4 separate regions of the Mus musculus genome follow, and regions 1, 2 and 3 are each linked to region 4. A link is a contact called in public ChIA-PET and HiChIP or PLAC-seq data. All regions are on one chromosome and are shown on one strand. Each heading gives the region's core, a stretch centred on a gene start, on an enhancer-like site or on the middle of the called end of the contact. The rest is flanking DNA. Distances are from core to core; before and after follow the strand shown.

Region 1 (3,187 bases), core at 398-2,897, 180 kb after region 4:
TAGAGCAGCCACGGACATAGTTGAGCGAGTGTCCTTGTGGTAGGATGCGGGGTCCTTCGAGCATATGCCCAGGAGTGGGTTAGCTGGATCTTGAGGTAGATCGATTCCCAGCTTCTTGAGGAACTGCCATATTGATTTCACGGCGGCTGTACAAGTTTGCGTTCCCACCAGCCGTGCTCCCCTTGCCCCACATCCTCGCCAAGATGAGCTGTCAGTTGTTTTATTGATCTCAGCCACTCTGACAGGTGTAAGATGGAATCTCAGGGTCGTTTTGATTTGCATTTCCCTGCTGACTCAGGATGTTTAACATTTCTTTAAGTGTTTCTCAGCCATTTGCAATTCCTCTATTGAGCATTCTGTTTAGAGCTGCACTCCATTTTTTAATTGGGTTGGTTTGTTTTAGTTCTTATATTCTGCATATTAGCCCTCTATCAGATGTGTAGCTGGGGAAATTCTTTTCCCGTTCTGTGGGTTGCCGCTTTGTCGGGATGATGGTATCGTTTGCCTTAGAGAAGCTTTTCAGGTCCCACTTGTTAATTGTTGATCTTGGTGCCTGAACTAATGGCGTTCTGTTCAGGAAGTCTTTTCCTGTGCCAATGAGTTCAACGCTGTCCCCCACTTTCCTTTCCAGGGTCAGACAGCACATGTCCTAAACGAGCAAACCTAAAGCTGTCATAACTAACTTTGATCCTATAGCTGTCTTTGGGAGAAAAAGTGCTATCAAGCCCGAGGCCAGATCTATTTCATAAGAAATCAGTTAAGGTCATTTGTCCATTAGCCTACCATCCGCTAATGTTAGTCAGCTCTCTATTACCATAGCAACATACCTGAGACAATCAACTTCATTTTTGCCTCACAGCCTCAGAGAATTCAGACCATAGTTGGGGAGCTATATTGCTTTGGGCCTGTGGTAAGGTTGCACATCATGTTGGGAACATGTGGATGATGAAGTTTTTGACCCCATGATAGTTGGGAAGAAAGGAAGAGGCGAGGCCAGGGTACAAACTACAGCATCTCCCATGTATCCATCAGAAGACATATGCCAGCTCAGGTGTCTAACCTGCAGTCCAACGCCAAAAGGCTACGTGTCTGTCATGGCTCGTGCCACAGCTTGCCAACACTGTCCTTTCATTGCTACAATCCTGCATTTTGCTGCCTTTATTCTGCTACAGACTAGAAAGCTTAATTTCTCAATGTTCATTGAGAAGTGGGCGTGAAAATTCAGTAGAAATGATTCATTACATCTTGCCACGCCCATATGATAAAACAGTGAGTAGTTAATGACTGTATGGCACCGTAATCTGTATTCAATGACATGCAGAATAATTAATGTGATACAAATATGAACATAAAAATTGATGGGGCCATGTATATGCCTGTGCTCCCAGGACTGAGAAGATGGCAAGTTATAGGCTACTTAACGGGAGCTTGTCAATGGACGAAAGGAAGGAAGGAGGGAAGGAGGGAGGAAGGAGGTAAGAAGAAATAGGAAGGAGGGAGGGTAGGAAGGAGGGAAGGAAGGAAGGAAGGAAGGAAGGAAGGAAGGAAGGAAGGAAGGAAGGAAGGAAGGGAGGAAGGGAGGAGAGAAGCAGGCAGGCTGGAAGGGAATATACTCAACTGAAGTTGATTCTATTTTAGGATGGATGATAGTTTTCTTCCGGCATTCCTTTGTGCTGAAGGCTTGTGCCCTTCCCGTGTGCTTGGCAGGCCTGACTCAGTTAATGCTGACTGACACAGCGAGTGGTTTGGGTGGCTAGTGTCTGGTCCAGCTCTGGAATTAATGGCTCCTGTTTCAGGGCACCGCTTTTGCAGCCTCTGGGTGCAGGGGATGAAGACAGTTCCACACACATAGAAACGCATGAATGGGTTGGGCAGGTAGAGGGTTTTACAGCTTGAGAATTATTCTGACCGCAGACAGGAGAGGCTGTTTCAGGCTAGGCTCCATTAATAGAGCAGGCATAAGCAGACCACACAGCTAATGTTTCAGTGCGCCCGAGTTATACTAATGACCAACAACACGGGGCTATTTATAATCTTGCCGGACGCCAGAGTGTGTTCCCAACCCACAGTCCTTTGGACTGGAAGAGAGCCTGGCTGCTGCCCTCCCCAGCTATGTCTCCCTGGGTCCTACCCATTCTCCACTTCCGGATAAACTCTCAGTTGTCTTTACTTTTTAAAAAGGTTAACGAATTAGTAAATATTCCGAGACTGGATCATACTACATAGCTAGACTGACCTGACATCTCTGGTCTTCCTACCTTAGCCTTCTGATTTTATTTCTTTTTAAAACTTTTGATTAAAATGTATAAGTAAGTTATGCCAGGCATGGTGCAGTGTGCCTTTAATCCTAGAACTCAGGAGGCAGAAGCAGGTAGATTTCTGTGTTCGAGGCCAGCCTGGTCTACAGAGTGGGTTCCAGGACAGCCAGAGCTATACAGAGAAACCCTATCTCAAATAAAACAACAAACAAAAACAGAGAGAGAGAGAGAGAGAGAGAGAGAGAGAGAGGAGAAAAGAGGAAAAAGGAAGGGAGGGAGTGGAGAGGGAGGGAGAGACAGAGAGAGAGAGAGAGAGGAGAAAAGAGGAAAAAGGAAGGGAGGGAGGGGAGAGGGAGGGAGAGACAGACAGAGAGAGAGAGAGAGAGAGAGAGAGAGAGAGAGAGAGAGAGAGAGGAAGAGAAAAACATATAAGTTGTGGTTCACATTGGCTTCTGTTGGACAAGATGGTTCCCAGGAGAAAGAGAGCGGTAGAAACTACCAGAGGGGGGACAGGTGGTTCTCAACTGGGAAGACCCAGCCTTGGGCAAGTGGAAGCTTAAAATGGTGAGTGAGGGGCTGACCTCTGCTCAGGACAGAAACAAATAACTGCATGTGGGATAAGCCAGGACGCTTGAGTGGCTTGTAGGAGACTTCGGCCCTGTGGTTTTGGGGAATGAACTGGGAAGGGACATTGAGATCCCAGGTGCGGCTCTGTTGATGTTTGTGGCATGTCTTTGAAGCTCTGAGTCACGTCAAGGGCCCCAAGTTCCAGATGACCTCAGGTGCTTCGAGCACTTTTTCTATCAAGACCCTGTTCGTGGTTGACTTCTACCCACTAGAGTTCACTAAAGTTCTATGTTCAGCTTTTTAATGTCATGGTTATGATCTACTGTACTTTTTAGTAATTTGAAAAATAATACGGCAAATGT
Region 2 (2,917 bases), core at 134-2,633, 220 kb after region 4:
TAAAATAACCACTAGCTTTAGTTTAGAACACGGCAAACATTCAGACATACTACGCTCCAGACATTACAGACATCAGCTTAAAAGTACTTTGAGAACTCAATGGCTTTTAAGACAATTTCTCAGAAAGAACAATTGGCTGGAGAGCCACCAACAGTGCTCCAGAACAGGACACAAAGAGAAAGAAATTTCACAGTGGAGGGGCTATCAGCTTTGACCCATGCAAGGCAGAAGCATCCCCACAGTAGCCCACCACCGAGCTCCCCGAGAATATCCGAGAATATCACCAGGAAACATTTCAGTCTCACCAGCTGCTCTGCATGAAAGCTAAATCCACACTGGGAAGCTAAGAGGGAGGGAGAGGCCAACACTAGGTTCAAGACAGGGCACAAACATGGCCTGCGGGGATGGCCAGGGGTCTCACGGTGGCTTTGGGCTTTTGGATGCACAACTTTTACCGACATGGAAAAGAGCCCAGATTCTGAGACAACATCTCACACACACACTCTTCTCAGCCCCTCTGGCTTATGGACCTTTAGGAGACTATTATTTGATGGCATGTGAAACACGACAGAACACAGACGGTAGCTTCATGTGTGTTGAACATGTATTGATACGTCTTCTGGCTTACTCTTCCATCTTTGACTCTGACCTCATGGCCAGGACATGTCTTTATAGAAAGGTTTACCACAGACAGCCTGTGTCACCTGCCTTTCCACCTCCCACTGGTGGCAGAGTTACAGTAAAGGACATGGGAGCTGCAAAGGAGACATCTGACTGGACCCCTACTCTGACAGTACAGTCCCTCAGAACCTTAGCTGCACCTGCACACTGGGACTGAATGGCAGTATGCTGAGAGTCTGCACAAAAGCAGGGTTCAAATAGTTTTGGCTTCTGTCTGCCTTTTTAAAAAGAAACTTTTTATTCTTTGTGAATTTCACACCATGCAACCCCAGTCCCACTCATCTCCCTGTCTCTTTGTATCTACCATCTATCCTTGCAACCTCCCCTTTCCCAAGAAAAAAACAACAACAACCACCTCATTGCAGAAGCTGCAGTGAGTCATAGTATATCCTACGGTAAACCCTTCTGTCCACACATCTTTACTTGCAAATGCTCACTGCAGTGAGTCATTGGTCTGGTTCAAGACCTCTGTCTTCTGCTATTCTATGGATACTCTATCCTCACTATGGCTCCTCTCGGGTACCCTGTTGACTGTGTCATGGAGATCCTGCAGCTTTGGATCTGCAAGGCTGACCCCTTCACATGCTCCAGTAGTTCCTAGGGTGGGCCAACTCAAAGCCCTGAATCTGGGCCTGGGTGGCAGCCGTGTTGGTCAGCTCACCAGCTCTCCCTCACCCACACCACCAGGGTGAGCTTTGTGGCACTGCTCCAGCTGGCTCAGTCAATGCCTCAACTGGCAAGGCTGCCTCTGCCTCTGCCTCTGATGTGCTTGGCAAAAGCAGTCAAGGTTCTTGCTTGCTTCTCAGTGCGACCTGAAACTTTCTGTCTAGCTGAGACTAACCTTGAGCTCTACTCCTTCTCCAGCTTCCGTTGTCCCAGTGTTAAGATTACAGGTGTGTGCCCTCACAGGCAGCTTAACTTTTTTGGGGGGGGTTGTTTGTTTGTTTTGTTTTTTGAGACAGGGTTTCTCTGTATAGTCCTGGCTATCCTGGAACTCACTCTGTAGACCAGGCTGGCCTCGAACTCAGAAATCCACCTGCCTCTGCCTCCCAAGTGCTGGGATTAAAGGCGTGCACCACCACTGCCCGGCTTAGACTTTTAATTACGTTTATATCATGTATATATATCTCATGTGCACATGTGCCACAGCATACAGGGAGAAGTCAGAGGTCAGATTTTGTGAGCATGTGGGTCTCCGGGATTAAGCTCAGGCCGTCAGGCTTGGTGGCAAACACTTAGATACACTGACCATCCTGTCAGCCCCTGAATTTCTGAAAATATTTTGGTGTGTAATTCTTTACAGAATCATACCATCACTTAACACGCGTCTCTCTCTCCACTTGGCCTTTATTTCTCTGAGAATCAGTATTTACCCCCATCAGGACACAGAAGATGGAAGACAGTAGCTGCTGGAGATGGCAAATGATGTGTTCTTAGTAGATGTTTCAAAGCTCCGAATGTGACCTGTTTTGTAGGCAATTTGGATCCATAGGCAGAAACCTGGCAGTAAGTAGTGACCTTGGGGCTGAGAGACTGCACATTAACACTAACCTTTGCCCAGCTATCATTAAATAGCTAACTTTACAACTACAGCCATAAAGCTACTTTTGGCTGTGACTCCAAATTACTACTTACCACCCCCCCAAAGGTTTTAAAGAGAAATCTAATTTAGATGATTTTAATTTCTTACCATTCAGCTATTTAATGTTTAGAGTTAACCTCAACTTCCTGGTACTTAATTATATTGTTGCATTTTTCATGTTTGGCTTTAAAAAATGGTGTCAGTCTGATTTAAATTGGCTAAAGATCTACCTTTGCTTAGCAGTACTCAAGTTTCCCTGCATCTTTAACGGAGCCCAAATACAGCGCTTGCACTAACTTTGGTTACCCCTAGGCAACTGCTAATTGAACAGAGCAGAGATTCTGTCTTGTAGAGAATTTCCTCACTCTGACTCTGAAAAAGCATGACATTTTAGATCCGTAATTAGTCTGTGTCATATAGATTATTGACACCTGACTAAATAGGATCTTTACAAGAAATATATCGCAGACTTTGCAGTCCTCGGTCTGACTTCATGGTACGTCGAAATAACCTTATGCCTGCTCAATAGGAGGCCTATCTGTAATAGGGAGATGAATTATTTAGCAAGCAGAACACCACCACCAAAGCACATAAGATCATAGGGATTGGTAAACTGGACAGAGGCTATAAAAGAAGAGGAGAGCCTGACTTTGC
Region 3 (3,169 bases), core at 367-2,866, 200 kb after region 4:
TATCACAATGGCTCTCAGGCCAGGGAGACTCTGGGTTGGAAAGAGAGCCCAGCCCTGATCAACTGGTTAATTGTCATGACTGGGTATACATTTTGCCAAGGGCTAGGACTCCCATTTTCTTATGGCCCTGAGTTAGGGCCACAGTGCACAGACCCATAGCTCTCTAAGAGGACAGAGGCCCAAACCTCTAAGGCTTTAAACAACTCTGCACAGCATCTTACTCTTACTCCAAGCTTCCAGGTCACTGTGGTACCCTGGCAAACAGCTGAACCAGGCTGCAGAGGGCAGAATAGCTCAGACACGTAGCATGACGTCTCTTTCTAGAAATAAAGGTGTTCTGGCCTCCTTAGCTCTGTGCAAGTTTCCTTCCCCAGACACCATCGCTCCCTATTGGCCGGGAGAAGCCGGTCCCTGGGCATGAGAGGCATGGACTGGCAGGTGATGTCACCTTTCCCCCAAGGCCTTGAGATGGCAGCTTGAGAGGCTGACTCGATGGTTCTCAGAGAGCCATGAGCCCCAGGCTCAACTTTACCTTTGACTTATTCAGTACCTTGCCAGCCAAGGGCCCGGTCTACGGCTCCCATCACCTGCTCACACTCAGACTTGTAAGGTCAGGTAAGAGGGTGACTCTGAGACCAGTCCTTTGAGAAACCATCTCCATGTTCTGTTCCCCTTTGGTAAAGATCTTCAGTTTGCTTTGTGGTCATCACTGGCTATTTCCATTAGACGTGCACAGCAGAGACCCAGCAGGGCAAGCCCTCAAGGAGCTGGTTACGTGAGCAGCACTGCTCAGGGCCCTGTGGCGATGCTAAGGAATGGGAAAGGACATCTTTGTTTTCTCTTTGCCTGCTGTTAGCCTAACCGTGAAAGTATCTCTTTATACAGAATACTTACAGATTCTAATATATATTTGTATTTCATTTTGTTATAGTATTTTTATATGTTAAAGTCAACCTCCAGTGTCTTGTTTTGATTTTCAGATGCTCTGTGGTTGTGACCTTTTGTTTGGGGTTTCTGTAGTCGTTTGAGTCAACTCTTAGAAACTGGCTTCAAACAGTCCCTGAGGGAGCTGCACCTGTCCTTTCCCCAGAAGTATTGTTTTAGGATATGTCAGTATTGTCTGCTGTCTTCCATGTGAACATGACATTGATTCATGGACTTTCTGCCTGGTCTCTTTCTTCATCAAAACGAGCCTGCTGCTACCAGCATTGACCTTCCCAGGGTGGGAAGGCCCTGGGTTACCACACTGACCACAGTCATCACAGCCTGCTGGGATGTTTGCCAACCTTGATGTGGCAAGGCTTGTTCATCAGGAAGGAGAGGGGTGTGTGACAAACTGGGGAGGCTTACTCTCATTTCCTGCCAAGTGTTTAAGTCACACTAATATTTTCAGCATTTGCCTACAGAGCCACTCACACATTTAACCAGACTCCAAGGGTCTTGGAGCATCCAAGCGGCCGTAGAAAGCAGCATGTATTCTCAGATAATCAATCCTAGAAGGGGCGTGTGTCCAGGCCAGTAAAGGGAGCCCATACACCAGACCAGAACACTGCACATAGGAAATGACATGAGTAACAGGATCTAAGTTTCTAAGACAGGGACCCGCCCCCCATAGGTCACCAAAGGAAGGATGTGCCAAGCCCTCCTCCATTGAGGCCAGAGCCATGAACTGATCTCACATAGGGATGTAGTGATGTCAAAAGGCTCCATTCTAAGAGCACATGACCACCTTGAAAGGGCACGGGAATGGTAACTCTGGTGCCTTCACAATAGCTGAGAATTTGGAGAGGAAGGGCATGCTGGAGAGCATGGTAGAGGAGAGCAAGTGAAACCCTGTAGGTCACAGGCTCAAGTGTATGGGGGAGAGGTAAGCCAGTGGTCAGCGCAACTTGGCCCATCATTTCTATTGCCACATCAGATTAAAGCAGTAGGTACCAACAGGGGCAAGTGGAAACAGTCACCGCTGGAGACTACGGCACATGAAGAACATTTTCCAGTCTATTTGTACCAGCTGGTTTTCACCATGACCTAAATTTCTTAGCTTCAAACAAAACACCAGAAACCAAAAACAAACCAAAAATAAAACACCCCCCCACAACAAAACTAGAGACCCCAATTTTTTGAGTGAAAAACTTATAGTTTTAAACTATTTTTTTAAATCCTGGGTTAAGTTGGGTGTGGTGGCGCACACCTTTAGTCCCAGCACTCGGGAGGCAGAGGCAGGAGGATTTCTGAGTTCAAGGCCAGCCTGGTCTACAAAGTGAGTTCCAGGACAGCCAGAGCTATACAGAGAAATCCTGTCTAGAAAAAAAAAATCCTGGGTTAAATAAACACATCTGTAGATTGGAAATTTACAACTTCATCGTTAAAGCAAACCCCGGGGTTGCTGGACAGTCACTATCAATTCCGTGAATATCCAGGATTGGTTCCCCATGGGTCTCCTGGGTCAACCATGACTTTGAACAGACTCACTTCCAGCAGATCCAACAAGTCAGATCGCAGAAGTCGTTCTGGCAAGTGCGAGGTTTGTTTTCTGTCACATTCCTGCTGGGGTCACAGAAGTGGACAGCACTTGGCTGGCTGGCTTGTCCCCTCCCTTCAGGTTGCACATCCACCTTTCCTGCCCCGTCCAGTGACTCCCACGATGCTTCCATTATATTTATATCCGTCCCCTGAGTAAGGTATAGCTCAGAGGGTCATTAATCGTTTAGGGTAGTGCCCAGCCCCATGGCTGACAGTCTGCTTTCAGCCACACACTAGTGAGGCAGGGGACTGTGCTGTACTGTCCCCTCCCCATCTGCAGTGACTACACAAACACACTTTAATATCAAAGAACTTTAATATGCTGCAATAAAATAAGCGCCTTGAAAAAGCTCACAGATGTCAAGGTTAGAGAAATCCCTCCCACACACCCTCTAGTTCCACACCCCTCCCCTCAAAACCAAACCAGAAAATCCTTCCAAGCCTGGACGTCGGTGTGGGCCCCCTTTATCAAGAACAAAAACACAGTTATCTATGTGGTCCATAGGAAAGCAAAACACAGAAGCCAGAAAGTCTACGAGATTCCAATATTTAAGAGACTTGGTACATACTCAAAGTTAAAATAACTCCAACTTTTATAGCTATACATACTGTTTTAAAGCAACTTAATATATTTTTAAATTTCATA
Region 4 (2,829 bases), core at 252-2,751:
TATAGCTCTGCTCAGAGATACTCTGGCAGTCCTGAGCCAAGGAATACCACAAAGTCCCACCCAGCATACAACCAACCTCACACAGGAAACTTACTGCAAGGGGAAACCCGCGGAGGGTGGCGGCCTCTGCTGGGGTGAAAAGCGGCAGAAGCTCAGCGGGTTTTGTATAGGGTTTCTTGGTGGGGCGGGACAGGCGATGAAGACAGAGCTTTCCAGGGTGTCCAGGGAGGGAGTGGTGGGATTTTTGTGGCCTGATTTTGGGGCAATTCTAGGGGTTGGTGGGAATTTTGTGCTCAGGGATTGGTGGGATTCTGTTTCTTGGCCCTGATTTTGAGCTTGGGGTCAAGATAGGGTCAAGGTTGCCTGGTCTGGGGGTCAAGTCAGGGTCACAATGTTCTTTCCCTTCACTTTTTACTCTCTACCATCTATATTTTTTGCTTTTAGAAAAGATTTTATGTGTCTCTGTGCATCTGTGCGCATGTGCCCCGGAGGCCAGCTCTGGAGGCTATAGGAAGGCAATCAGTCCTTTGGAACTGGACTCACTGTCTGGCCCTTGTGAACCTTTCAATGCAGGGAATCAAACTCTAGTCTTCAGGAAAAGCAGCAAGTGTTCTTAGAACCACGGAACCATCTCTAGCTGCCCCTTATTGTTAATTGTGAATTTCATATATCAATACCATGTTTTTTTTTTTTTTTTTTTTTTTTCCACCTGCCTCTGCCTCCCAAGTGCTGGGATTAAAGGTATACGCCACCACTGCCTGGCTTAGTCACATTTTCTTGTTGGCCTGAAGTCACCCAAGGAGGCTTGTTTGGATGACCCAAAATTTGCCTCTCTATTCTAGCCAGTGCTTTTGGTGTCTTTATACTGACTTTCCCCCTCCCCCAAATATGTACCCTGAAGATCAGCCCCTGCATACATACACACACACATACATACATTCATACATAAATACATACATACATACACACATACATATATACACACACAAGAGTTTACTTAGGGTAGCTTACAGGAACGTATGCAATTTACCACTGATTATATACCATTGAAGAAAATGCCTTTTCTTCCCTTTTACTAAGCCTATGGATCTTGGGGGTGGGGTGAATGGGGGTTTAAGTGAGTGAGGGGTGATGAGCCCTTTTCCCTAGCAACCGTTAACTGCCTACCGAACTGGGGGATGGGCAGGGCCTCAAGAACCTTTTCTCTTCAAGTGACTTTAAAAACCGACAGTTTTGTAACTCAGAGATTTACCTAGCGGGGAGGGGAGCGCAGCCAGGAATTTGTGACTTGATCCGCGGAACTACATGGGTTAATCAAAACGAGAAACTACATCTCCCGGTAGGCCTCGGGCAGGTGTTTCTCCTGCCCTTTCGTTGGTTCTGTGCTACCAATGACAGTTAGATATTTGAATAGACCAATAGTAGCATGGAACGGTTCTTATTTAGGCGGGGCCATAGGTTCGTCCAATCGTACAGGACTTAGAAAACCATCCTAGCCAATCTAAGGGCTAAGGGGCGGTGCCTGAGGCGGGGCTGCAGACCAAGCTGCCGCGGAAGATGGCGGCTGAGGCGCCGAGTGGAGGGGAGGCGCCGGTCTGCGACTCTGGCCGGAGGTGAGCCAAGTTTTCCGTCCTGCTGCCTAGGAGACGGGACTGTGGGCTAGCGATGTCGCCGCCCTGCCCTTGAGTCACCGTGGTCCACAGGCCCGGGCTTTGTTCCTCTCTCCCGTGGTGTCTACGCCGACGCGCCTGCGGGGGCTGAGGCGGGTCTTTGCGGTCCGTGCTTCCCGCTGCGCTGCTCTCCGCGAGTCCCACGGCCGTGTGTGGAGCCCTCCCGACGCTCTGGCTGCAGACCCCCGGGCCACGGTCATGGTGTCTGCCCTGGCGCCGAGCGTTTTGAGTGGCAACTGAAGCCCAGAGCGGTTTAGAGAATCCCACAACGCCCCGGGAGCTTTAAATGTCCTTCGTGACAGCCTCTGCGCTTTACTCAGAGCCGCGACTTGAGTGATGGTTAAAAGGGATTTTTGTCCCCTAAGCTGGCTGACCTTTCTCGGCTTCAGCCTTCTTCTGTAAATAAACATAACGATACTTATTTCAGAACCTGGACGGGATGACACAACCTATTTAAAGCGCATAGCACCCATCCTGGCAAACACTTCAAAATACGATAGATTTTTATGTTTCCTTGAAATTGTGATCTCATTTCTTCTTTCTGGAACGAGTACTGTCCCTGTCATAAAGTCGAGCCTTTCTTAACCGATTACAAACAAATATTTGGAGTCTGACACACTCCAATAGAATGAGATTACTTACATTGTCAGAGAGTATGATCAATGCTATGCTTTGGTACGGAGTTAGTACAGAACAGAAGAACCAAGAATTTTGGGAAACCGAGTTTGTGAGCCTGATTTTTCCTGAGCCCTGATGGGCTTGTGTGGGTATTGTTACTGTTTTGTATGGAGGAGTTTTCCACTCTTTGACCTTTTATTTCTCCCGGGAACTGTGCCCGTGGGTTGATAAATGTCATTAGATTATCTCTCCTCCGACTCGAAAATCCTGAATTGTAATGAAAATGAGGACAAATGAAATACTGTTCTACAGCAAGAGGACTTAGAATTCTTCCTTGAGGCTGCTGTCAACTGAATGTAAAATTTGAAACTGTTAACTATCTGACCAACACAGTTTTCTCTGAATCTGAAACCCTCTATTGTCGTTACTGAGACAGGTTCTTGCTAAGTACCTCGGCTGGACTGGAACTCCCAGTCTCGTTTCAGCTACCCGTGTACTTGTCAATTGCATATTGCAGGGGATTAGTCTGGGGGTTCTTGTG

What was found. ChIA-PET counts read pairs in DNA pulled down with a chosen protein or histone mark. HiChIP or PLAC-seq counts read pairs in DNA pulled down with a chosen protein or histone mark.
Region 1: a contact with region 4 is called in an HNF4G HiChIP or PLAC-seq map of pancreatic cancer cells. The contact joins the enhancer-like site here to the promoter of Arhgap19 in region 4. A contact is called at or near these places in 2 of 39 promoter capture datasets (the 3T3-L1 cell line and cranial neural crest), 1 of 484 Hi-C or Micro-C datasets (bone marrow-derived macrophages), 6 of 115 datasets of contacts at active chromatin or transcription factors (acute myeloid leukemia, bone marrow-derived macrophages, embryonic basal ganglia and 3 more) and 4 of 9 other capture datasets (embryonic stem cells, liver, macrophages and 1 more).
Region 2: a contact with region 4 is called in an HNF4G HiChIP or PLAC-seq map of pancreatic cancer cells. The contact joins the enhancer-like site here to the promoter of Arhgap19 in region 4. A contact is called at or near these places in 4 of 39 promoter capture datasets (the HPC-7 cell line, cranial neural crest, epiblast stem cells and 1 more), 2 of 115 datasets of contacts at active chromatin or transcription factors (bone marrow-derived macrophages and pancreatic cancer cells) and 1 of 9 other capture datasets (liver).
Region 3: an RNA polymerase II ChIA-PET map of memory CD8 T cells shows a contact between it and region 4, with 20 read pairs. The contact joins the enhancer-like site here to the promoter of Arhgap19 in region 4. A contact is called at or near these places in 7 of 39 promoter capture datasets (the C10 cell line, the HPC-7 cell line, cranial neural crest and 4 more), 3 of 115 datasets of contacts at active chromatin or transcription factors (effector CD8 T cells, embryonic stem cells and memory CD8 T cells) and 2 of 9 other capture datasets (liver and pancreatic islet).

What each region holds. Positions count from the first base shown.
Region 1 is chr19:41,619,426-41,622,612 of GRCm38.p6, reverse strand. All of the region lies in intron 25 of Slit1 (slit guidance ligand 1), which reads left to right. Among named protein-coding and RNA genes, the nearest start is that of Gm52407, 17 kb to the right of the region's middle. Within about 2 kb of position 1,647, at least 13 of the 459 cell types and tissues checked have an H3K27ac peak or open chromatin away from gene starts, as enhancers often do. A contact at or near this core is called in pancreatic cancer cells, where this site is marked.
Region 2 is chr19:41,577,942-41,580,858 of GRCm38.p6, reverse strand. All of the region lies in intron 7 of Lcor (ligand dependent nuclear receptor corepressor), which reads right to left. Among named protein-coding and RNA genes, the nearest start is that of Mir8091, 9.3 kb to the left of the region's middle. Within about 2 kb of position 1,383, at least 18 of the 459 cell types and tissues checked have an H3K27ac peak or open chromatin away from gene starts, as enhancers often do. A contact at or near this core is called in liver and pancreatic cancer cells, where this site is marked.
Region 3 is chr19:41,595,813-41,598,981 of GRCm38.p6, reverse strand. It overlaps Lcor (ligand dependent nuclear receptor corepressor), which reads right to left. Exons shown (of 8, transcript NM_001370767.1): 8 at 2,821-3,169. It also overlaps a transcript of Slit1 not described here. Among named protein-coding and RNA genes, the nearest start is that of Gm52407, 6.6 kb to the left of the region's middle. Within about 2 kb of position 1,616, at least 100 of the 459 cell types and tissues checked have an H3K27ac peak or open chromatin away from gene starts, as enhancers often do. A contact at or near this core is called in memory CD8 T cells, where this site is marked.
Region 4 is chr19:41,800,756-41,803,584 of GRCm38.p6, reverse strand. It overlaps Arhgap19 (Rho GTPase activating protein 19), which reads left to right and starts at 1,501. Exons shown (of 12, transcript NM_027667.3): 1 at 1,501-1,613. The coding sequence starts at 1,558.